Regions from separate parts of the Mus musculus genome. Here region 2 is linked to region 1. The links are chromatin contacts, called in public promoter capture Hi-C maps. All regions are on one chromosome and are shown on one strand. The core of a region is the stretch at or near the end of the contact, and the rest is flanking DNA. Distances in the headings are between cores, read along the strand shown. Region 1 holds the start of 4930558K02Rik (RIKEN cDNA 4930558K02 gene). Region 2 overlaps Dnm3 (dynamin 3).

Region 1 (5,071 bases), core at 899-3,398:
AAGACATAGTCTCTTGGGGCCACTTAAAAGCTGTTTCTGCTTTCCCAAGCTTGCTGGCTAACTGCTCGCCACCCTGGGATGGCCTGTGGCCTCGTGCTGGGCCCAAGTTACATTTGGACTGGTGAGTGAGAACTCTGTGGGCCTCCCACTCTTTTTAAAATTACCAAATAAACAGATCCTTGAGGCTTCAGGCAGCCTTTGTGTACATAGCTGAAAATACTCTTTTTATGTTTAAAAGAGAAAAAAAAAAAAAAAAAGGCAGACCGAAGAAACTGTCTCTTGGCTCGAACTTGCTCTCTCTTGCTTTCTACGGTGTTCAGGCAGGAGAAAATACTGAGCCCGAGAGCCTGAAAGATTAGCTTTCAGCAGTGTACAGCAGTTCAAAATGGTACTTTTAAAAAAACGTGCGGGGGCAGACCCTCCTCGGCGTCTTCTTGGTGTCTGTCTTTCACATTTCAAAGGCTCAATGATGACTTCCTTGCATTTGTTCATGGCTGACAGGCATGAGTTTCATTGAAGTTGCTATTGGAGTCTGAAAACTGCATCTGTTCTAAAGTACCCTGAAACCTGATTAAAAACAGTATGGAAGTGGCAGCGCGGGGTTTTACCCCAACAGTAGCCGGCCACCTGTTGATTGCCTTAGCTTTTGTTTGATCTTAAGGTATTGATGATATTGAAACATAACAGAGGCTTCCAGTGTTAGGCTTCAGCATCTGTGAGAACAGCAGGTGTATTGGATGGTGTGAAGGCAGCTGGTTGTGCCCTTCCGGTGCTGGGTGCATTTCATGGGGCAATGGTCTAAGTTCATGGTGGTTTCCCCACACAGAGACTCCAGTTAAAATACAGGGAGTGCAGAATTGGTTTGCTTTTCAGTCATCTGTGTGTGTGTGTGCTGCACGTGTATGAGGCCAAGGCTCAATGTTGGCTGTCTTTTTCTCTCTCACACATTTTTATTTTATTTTTGGTTTTGGTTTTCTGTAGACCAGGCTGGCCTGGAACTCAGAGATTCTCCTCCTCTGCTTCCTGAGCACTGGGATTAAAGGTATGTGCCACCACCACTTTTTGGCTCTCACCTTCTTTTAAAGCAGGGTTCTCACCGATCTAGAGATTACTCGTTGGCTGGCCTGGCTGGCCTGCAAGATCCAGAGGTATTGCTGTTGCTGGTTCCTTCGTGCTGGGATTCTGGCCTTTTTTTTTTTTACCTGGGTTGTGAGGACTGGAAGTATGGTGGTCATGTTTACACAGCATCTCTCCTAGCCTCTGTTTTTTAGCAATCTTAACTCCCTGTGTGGTTCATCTAAAAACTGGATTTATAGTTGGGCAAGCATCCATCCTTATTTCTATCATCCTTATTTGTTGAGTTATAAGATACATATTGGCAAGGACAATATTATTTTCAGGCCATGAAAAGAAGGAGTGAGCCTTGGGGTCTATAACACTCATTAAAATGTCCTAGTCTGTACACACATAGCAGTGTTTTCCTCCTAGTCTTTGTTATGGTTTGAACAAGAAGTGTCCCTGCAGGCTCATGTGGGGATCCCATGCCTGGATGTCAGCTGGAATCTGAAGAAGTAATTGGACCTTGAGCTAATCCTTGATAGGTTCATAATTGATGGCCTTATTAGAAGGCGATGAATAGTAGGAGGGAGGGAATCGTGGGACATGCCATGGAAAGACATATGCTGCTACCTGTTCCTTCTCTTTGCCTCCTGGCCTCCACATTGGAAGATGAAAGTTGGAATAAAGAATTAATGAGTTAGCTGAGGAAGTGTATCTTATGAAACACCTACATACTATTAACAGTATAGACACATTAACAAGCCTTAGCATAGTTTAATGCTATCCTGCCTCAACTCAGGCCCAGAGCAATGGGTTCACCCAAGCTTGGACTGAAATCCTTTTTGTGTTTGCATATATGTTTCCAGAGGTTGACATACATTTATTTAGTGGTGAAACTCCAGAAGAACTATTGCTATTAGAAGTTCTAATTTTTCCTACCTTTAGCTCTCTTTTTTCCATCTCTCAGGTGTTCTCAGTTTTTTGAGCTGGGAACTGGAGAACACAGATACCTCTTTGTGCTGTCAAGGGGAGACTGCTACAGTACCTCTTGGTTAGGCACCAAAGCAGGTGGGAGACCCCTCCATACTTTCAACACCAGGATGCCTGTCTCCAACAGGCACTTGAATGACTTAGAATCTTGCAGCATGCATTAGGAATGAGAACTTTGGGTTTTGATTGGCTGGAATGCATCCCATTGTTCCTTTGTCCGAAGTCACAATTGCTACCTTCTAGAACATTAGGTCAAGGTTGGAACAAATGGATTAATGCTGGTCAAGAGCTCAGCTAGCTGCATCAGCACTTGAATCATTAATACTTTTTCCCTAGGAAGATGACCAAACCTTTTCTCTTATCATAACAATATGTGATAACTGCTTATTTGGTTATTTTGCAAGCTGCTTCTTATTCTATTGCTTCTCTGGTGCTCCTGCTGACTAAGATACTATTATAAATCCCAGCAACATCTAATACATAATGAGATGACTATGCAAGGAATAGTGTGGTTTTTAAAAGAATCTCTGACTCCTCTTGACTATCCTGAGTTATAGTTGATCTTGAAGACTGTCCTTTTGTCCATCCTGAATTATAGTCGATCTTGAAGACTGTAATACCTTTCCTCCTCTGTCACACATGGAGGATGAAGGGAGCTGTGAGGACAGAAAGCTAGAGATGGTTGAGGGAGAGTATATTATGAAGGAAATGAAAACCATATGCAGTAACCACAGGCCAGTGTATCATCATAGCATTTGCTTTTATTCCAGCTTCTTCTCTTTCCACCACAGACTCCCTGCTTTTTTCTTCTGTCTATAAAATAAGAGAACACACTTCAGGAGACTCAGGCCATTTCATTTTGATACAGTTGGAATTTTACTTTCTTCTCGTTCACTAGGTCAATTCCAATTCCAATTCCAATGTCCAAATTACGTAGATATCAGGTAAAAGTAAGTGTGCATTTCAATTTTGGACAAAGTGAAAAAAATACCAAGGACTTGAAGAAAGTTAGAAGCAAAAGCTTGCTTGCACTGGCAACACTTGGCTTTGCAAAGGGTTATAAATTAACCGTGGACTATTTATTGTGCCTGCAGGTGTAAGGATTTATCTAGTAAAGGATACTGTAAAATTCATGGGACTGGAAAGATGGTTCAGTGTCCAACAGTATTTGCTGTAGGAACACGAGAACATGAGGTCCTATCTCAGCACCCATGTAAAGAGCCGAGTATGGTCACATGCTTGTGTGGAACTTCAGTGCCGTGTAGAGCAGAGAGAGGAGGAGCCTCCAGCCTTGTTGGCCACCAGCCTAGCTCCAAGTTCAGTGAGAAACTCTGACTGAAAGGAATAAGGTGGAGAGTGATAGGACGGGATATTAGGATGTCCTCTGGCCTCTGAGAGTTCACACACAGATGCTACACATACATACACACATACACACACACATAATTATCAAATGATGTAAGGGAAAGGCAAAAGGAGCAGTGTCTATATTATTTCACACCAGTTCAGTCACCCTGGGTTACGGGAAAGCCAGCGGAATGCCTTGGTTTACAGTCTTCAACTTCTTTGCCAGTAACCCTGTTCATTAAGCAACCTTGGATACAGCAGAAGGCAGGTAACCCAGGGTGTGCAACTTGAAACCCGAGAATCTGGCTTACATTTTCCAGTGGAGAATTTAATTCTTAAAAAAATGATCTAAGTGGTTTTCGCGGTCCAAAGAAGATGGTTTTAATGATGGGGTCTTCTCTTTAGAATGAGGAGGCCCTGCCCAGGTTGTCTGCATGGCTTTGCCGGGACCCCCCCCCCAGGTCAAGTGTAAATGGGACCCTAGTGAAGTGAACGGAACAGAGTCCTAGAGACTAATTCACTCTCTCGATGTGTAGTGTCCTATTTTAGAGCAAAATGAGGCATTTTCACAAGGGCCCCCACCCGAGAAGAAACAGCTACTTTTCAATCCAAACTCTGTCCAGTACATCTCTAAAATAGAAAATCACAAATTAAATAAAAAGCTATTGGCAAAGCTGCCACACAGCTGGCAGAACACACTCCATTACTTTAAAAGTAAGCATTCTATTTGTATTAATTTCCTTCGGGTGGAGGGAACAGTAAAAAAAAAAATACTATGGCCTAAAATTTTAATATTGTTATTATTATTTTAAGGACCGACACATTAAAAAGTTTTCTCTTCCCTCAAGCATCTACTTATCCACTTTCTTGGGAACTTTACCGACATCTTGAAGAAATTGCCTGAGGTGCCCACCTTTCTGTTCTTTATCACGCATGTATTTTAAGCACTAGTTTTCTTCTTACCCCTAATTTGTCAGACAGAATATGTGAGCTTATGTGTTTCTTCTGTAATATTCTATGTTTTTTAAATCTTCTATATTAGCTTTTGGAAAATAATAACATATTTTGGTGCAATAACAACTATTGATAAGATTTTTGAAGGCAGGTTGAAATGATTCAGACTTCTGTGTCCTTTTTAGATTCTAGATGTTCATTCTCTCTCTCTCTCTCTCTCTCTCTCTCTCTCTCTCTCTCTCTCTCTGTATTCTGTTGAAAGAAATTTCACTAGCTTATTGTTCAATTCAGTACAGTATCATTCTCGGTCAAAGAGTATCTGAAATCACAGTGGTCTAATAATGTAAATATTTCCTTTTCAGCTCCTAATATATGAAACTATACATTTTTCAGGAGCTGTGTATGGTGTTACATGCTAACTTCAGCACTTAGTGGGTGGGTACAGGATCAGGAGTTCAAGGTCAGACTTGGCTACATGAAACCCTGTCTTAAAATATTCATTAGAAAAAAAAGAAAGGCTAGACAAATGTGTTTCACCTTACCTGGCATTAGTGTATGTGGATTATATTTAATTTGGGTCATTATTCTATAGGAAAAGAAATGGAACACATGTAATTTTTAAAATATAGAATAAACTTTATTTCTTTAATTAAAGACACAGGTCAAAAATAAAAGCTCTTATGTACACATGACATATAGTGCAAACAGAGGCTTTTTAAAA
Region 2 (4,698 bases), core at 1,376-3,875, 260 kb after region 1:
CCATCATGAGAGACAAGTTCAATAGAGTAAAGTGTTCAAAGATATATCTCATTTAAATGTCAGCTGAGCAGAGGTTTCTGGACACCTATAGAAGGACCAGGCACTGTACAGGGTGCCTTGAAGCCAAGTTCAGACCTAGGAAAGTCTTAACAGTGACTGACTTACTATGAAAAACAAAAAGGAGAGAGGTTTTAATGTCTGATGGACTAACCTCACAATTGAGGCAAAGCATACATAAAAATGCTTAATAGCCCAATTAAGATGCAACATGAAATATTTAAGGAAATGTCCTTTAGTTCAAGACTGGAACATCTGTCACCACTCTGAAGGACTTGGCTACGCAACACTTGTGTGTTTGGGTGTCCCTTCGTGGCTTTAACTTTCTAGGAAGTCAGAATATAACTCTGACCCCATTTCTAGGAACCCAAGGACAGTGACAACAGCCAGCATTTACTTCGTGCCAGGAACTGAGCTAACAAATCCACACATACTCTGATACTTCCTTTATTCCACACAATGATCTTAGAAGAAAGGTAATATGCTCCTTATGCGGCAGAGGAAGAGACAGAGTTCTGGTTCCTTCCTGATGGCCATGCCCATGCTACTAACCAACTACTAACCAGCTACTAACCAGCAGACCTCCCTTGCAGGGCCTGTACGATGTGTGCCATTTTGTTCTACTTGGAAAGATATATTTTTAACATGTCACTGAAATATACTCTCCCAGCTAGTTCAGCCTCGGAGCCACAGCATAGATGAAGATGTTGGCTACAGTATGGATTTTTAACAACAGTAGCAACAAACAGTCATCAAAAGCACACGGAGCTGTCAGGGAAAGCATCTATTTCCATCATTGCTACCTGGGTGGCACTGGGTTTCCTTGACCTGTGTTTACCTTGTATATAACCTGGAATAATAATACCTACAGCATACAGCTGTTGTGAGACTCATGTGAGTCAGTGTGTGATAAGGAGTTAGATAACCACCTACTAACAATATACGCTGTATGTATGAAGTTGCTTCCGTTGCCTTCGTTAATGGAAAGAATAGAAAGAAGCAATTGTATTGTAATTATAAACTGGTGATCAGATATAAAATTGTTTTTCTTTGTTCTTCAGTTTCCCTACGTCTCCCCATCTACTTTCCAATAATATGAATAATATTAAAATCTAAGCTGACATCTGTTATTGCTTGTTTAGTGCAGGGCTTGTCTTGAAGTCCTTTTTAGGATGCAATGAACAAAGTATGTCAAAAAAAATGATGCAGGATTAAAAATAACCTGACGGTAGAAATAAACCCAATCGCACAACATAAAAAGAAAGGGTCCCCGGGGTTCATCACTGGGTAAGTCCCAGGATGAAGGCAGCTTGACTGTGTTAGGTACAGATCTAACTTGATTGACTGTAAACATACTAATCCAATGCAGTCAAAGCTGGCTGGGGAGAAGGAACCAATTGCAAGCTTGTCAGCTCGCCTTTTCATGTGAACACCCCCAGCTGCCAGCAGGATAACACTTAAAACACGCAAAACCTTACTGACCTCTACTTCACTGCAGGGATGTAAATTTCCATTGTAAATAGGTAAATGAAGCTCACCTTCAGGCAGAAACCCAAGTGGCTATTCCACAGGATAATCTCACCTGCTGAGGGAAGCAACCCTCCCCATTTTTGTTTTCTGGAATGCCCTCATCTCCAACCCACCGGTCCACTCTGCCCTGTGGAGGTATCTGACACTCCTGCGGATTTTCCCGGGTCAGGAGGTATTATTTTTCAACCTCATAGGCTCACTCAGCTTTTGCATTATCTAGATTCATAGTTGCAGCTGGAGAGTCTTCCTTTCTTGCTAGTCTGGGGAGCTCATTTTGGCATCACTTCTGCCCCAGGCACTGCTGTTCGAAGCTGCTTCCTCTCATATTTTACCCAGCTCACCCTCTCTGAGATCCGGGCCATTGACTGTGATGAAAATCACGGCTCCACTTTCCTTCATGTGTTTTCCTCCCCCAAGTATCTTCTCCATGTGCCGAGCTCCCTTTGAAGTTGTTGGGCCCTCAATGTGGAAGAGATTCCACGTGACACAAAACAGAGTGGGAACCACGCCTAGCATCTATTTCTCTACATTTGAAGACAAAGCCACATATGCACAGAGGAGCAAGGATGCTCAAAATTGGCAGGGCCTGAATGAAGTGTGGTCATTTTACTAAAAAAAGTCCAGAAGAAAAGAAAAGAAAAATTAACTTAGCAGAGAGGAAATTAGTTAATAGTCAACCAGTTAGCACCTTATATGTGTTAGCATGAACATGGCAAACTCAAGAATAAGCTGAAATAATAATAATGAAATAGAAAAACTGGCCCAATTCTTGGCCTTAATGAGGCACTTTCAGATAAACGAGGGAACAGACAGCAAGCATGCATGAATGTACATTAAACTCACAACTGCTGAAGGTCCTTTAAACGAATGGTGATCATGTGGATCATTAGAGAAAGTACTCGTGAGGCTTTTAGAACATTCGCTAAAATCTGAGGGGAGTTAAGAGAACATGGGGTTTGGGATGGCACACAGTGTGGCCATCAAGCAAGAAGGGGTCGTGTGTATGATGAGCCAGCAGAGTGAGCTGGCTACGCTTGACTCTGCGACTCATGTGAAAAACATGTGGTTTGTATCCTTTGAGGTGCTTTTAAAGGAAAGCAGTCATGTAAGATTTACTTCACATAAAAGCTCCCCTTTCAGCTCCAGTTTGGTGAAGAGATTACAGAAAAGGAGCAAGGAGAGCAGGAGACAGAGAGAACTGAGTGCTGCAGAGCCCAGAGCAACAGAGGGTGATAACTTTGACAGGCACATTGGGAATTAGACATATGGGGATGTAGACAGATCAGAGGAATGTTTGGGGAGAAAAATCAGTATGGCAATGATGAATTAGATAGGCAGGATGAGAGAGGGTGAGGTGTCAGGGATGGCTCCCAGAGGTTCAGTCTGTGAAACTGAGCAGACCCGGGAGGCACATCCACAGAGGGAGAGGAGTGTATTTGGAGAAGGGATGAGTCAAGAGTTCTGTCTTGACATGTCCCAGTAGGAATGTGTAGTACAGAATGGCTGTAACATGGACCAGAGGAGGGCTCCAGACTTGTGTGCCATTGGTTTGTTGATGTGAATAAACTGTAGGTGTCAGGGGAGGGTGGGGAAAGTAAAACAGGAGTCTGGACCAGAGGATGGCCCTGGTCTGAGCCTTTGGGACAGGAAGTATGCTGGTTAAAGAAGAGGAATGTGTGAGGGAGGGGAGGCTGGGAGGGTGAGGGAAAACAGAGAATACTGCACACGCCAAAGCCGGCTGGAAGAGAATGCTTTGCTGAAGGTATCAAAAAGTCCAGTGTCACTGTGAGAGAAAGTCAAATGAAAAGAAAACATTTCCACTGCTTTGGGTAACACAGAAGCTGTCAAAGAGATGATATCTAATCTAGTAGGCATCAGCCCGGGCAATCATGGGCAAAGGGTCACAGGAGCCAAGGGTACTGGCAGCCCCTGCTGTGTCTGCCCTCTATCCTTTAATTTCTGCACAGAGGGAAGAGATTCTGAGACAGGACTTAGTGTCTCTAGTGGCAGCAAGGACACATTAGGACTGATATAAAAGCATTCAGCGGAAGAACCATGTGTTCTGCTAACATGTTGACCATGCCACACGTGCTAATGTTTCTGTGCCCTGATGGAGCAGGCAGACAGAGGGGTAAGCAATAGAGCTGACTTTTGCCCATACTTCTGCAGTTACATATAGTAAGTCAGTTTCATCCCAATATCCTCTCTCTCTCCCCTCCCCTTCCCCTCCCCTCCCCCTTTTCAAATTAATTCTTGTAGAGTTTGATACAACCTGTTTTGACCACATCATGGGTTTTAAAAGAAGTTCCTGGAAATGGTGGTCCCTACAGGCAAGGAACAAGATGAGTTGTCAGACAGTCAGGTGGAACTCAGACATTAATTGATTAATATTAAGGAATGTGAAATTGCCAACAAAGCCTAAGGGCAAGCGAGGGCTGCTAGGACAGCTACAGAAACCTATGTATCCTACAGTACCTCGGAAGAGCACAGATCTCTTAGGAATTTTCAGGGAATCCAGGTATCAGATGAATACTAGCAGCCATACCTGCCTACATACCATGCATTCATGATGATGAATGATGATAATGTCCCATCGAGGACACTGGTACTCCAAGGGAAATATATCAGTTAATCTAGTGTGGAATTTCGATTTTTCATTTCTTCCAATTTAAGATTAGCGATCTTAATTTCTCATGTTTTAGGGATTAAATGATCTATGAATTGTGTCAGTGTAGGTTGTTAAAACATTGTAGTGGCTATTCCTGGTTGTCAACTTGACTATATTGGAAATGAACTACAATCCAGAATTGGAAGGCTCACTCACCAGTGACCCTAATCTGGAGGCTGGGAGATAGAAGTTTCTGACCTGGATCTTGGTATGGAGATCTTGAAGCCTAGTGGCTACGGACTCCAGATGATTAAGACAGGGAGAACTCCAAGTTCAAGGTCATCTGGGATTAAAGGTGTGGTGGAACACACCTTTTTTTTTTTTTTTTTTTTTTTACTGTTTTAAATATGGTTCTTTTTTTTTTCTTTCCATTTTTTTATTAGGTATTTAGCTCATTTACATTTCCAATGCTATACCAAAAGTCCCCCATGCCCACCCACCCC

The links. Promoter capture Hi-C pulls out the DNA fragments that hold promoters and counts their contacts.
Region 2: a contact with region 1 is called in a promoter capture Hi-C map of cranial neural crest. The contact joins the enhancer-like site here to the promoter of 4930558K02Rik in region 1. A contact is called at or near these places in 9 of 39 promoter capture datasets (the C10 cell line, the HPC-7 cell line, cranial neural crest and 5 more), 1 of 15 datasets of contacts at CTCF or cohesin (the NIH/3T3 cell line), 2 of 484 Hi-C or Micro-C datasets (the F1.1 cell line and palatal mesenchyme), 5 of 115 datasets of contacts at active chromatin or transcription factors (craniofacial prominence, embryonic limb bud, fibro-adipogenic progenitors and 2 more) and 3 of 9 other capture datasets (adipose tissue, macrophages and pancreatic islet).

The regions. Positions count from the first base shown.
Region 1 is chr1:161,977,488-161,982,558 of GRCm38.p6, forward strand. 4930558K02Rik (RIKEN cDNA 4930558K02 gene) reads right to left here and starts at 2,149. Exons shown (of 7, transcript NM_001204904.1): 1 at 1,999-2,149. The coding sequence starts at 2,019. It also overlaps a transcript of Dnm3 not described here.
Region 2 is chr1:162,240,551-162,245,248 of GRCm38.p6, forward strand. All of the region lies in intron 13 of Dnm3 (dynamin 3), which reads right to left. Among named protein-coding and RNA genes, the nearest start is that of Mir214, 20 kb to the left of the region's middle. Within about 2 kb of position 2,626, at least 62 of the 459 cell types and tissues checked have an H3K27ac peak or open chromatin away from gene starts, as enhancers often do. A contact at or near this core is called in the NIH/3T3 cell line and palatal mesenchyme, where this site is marked.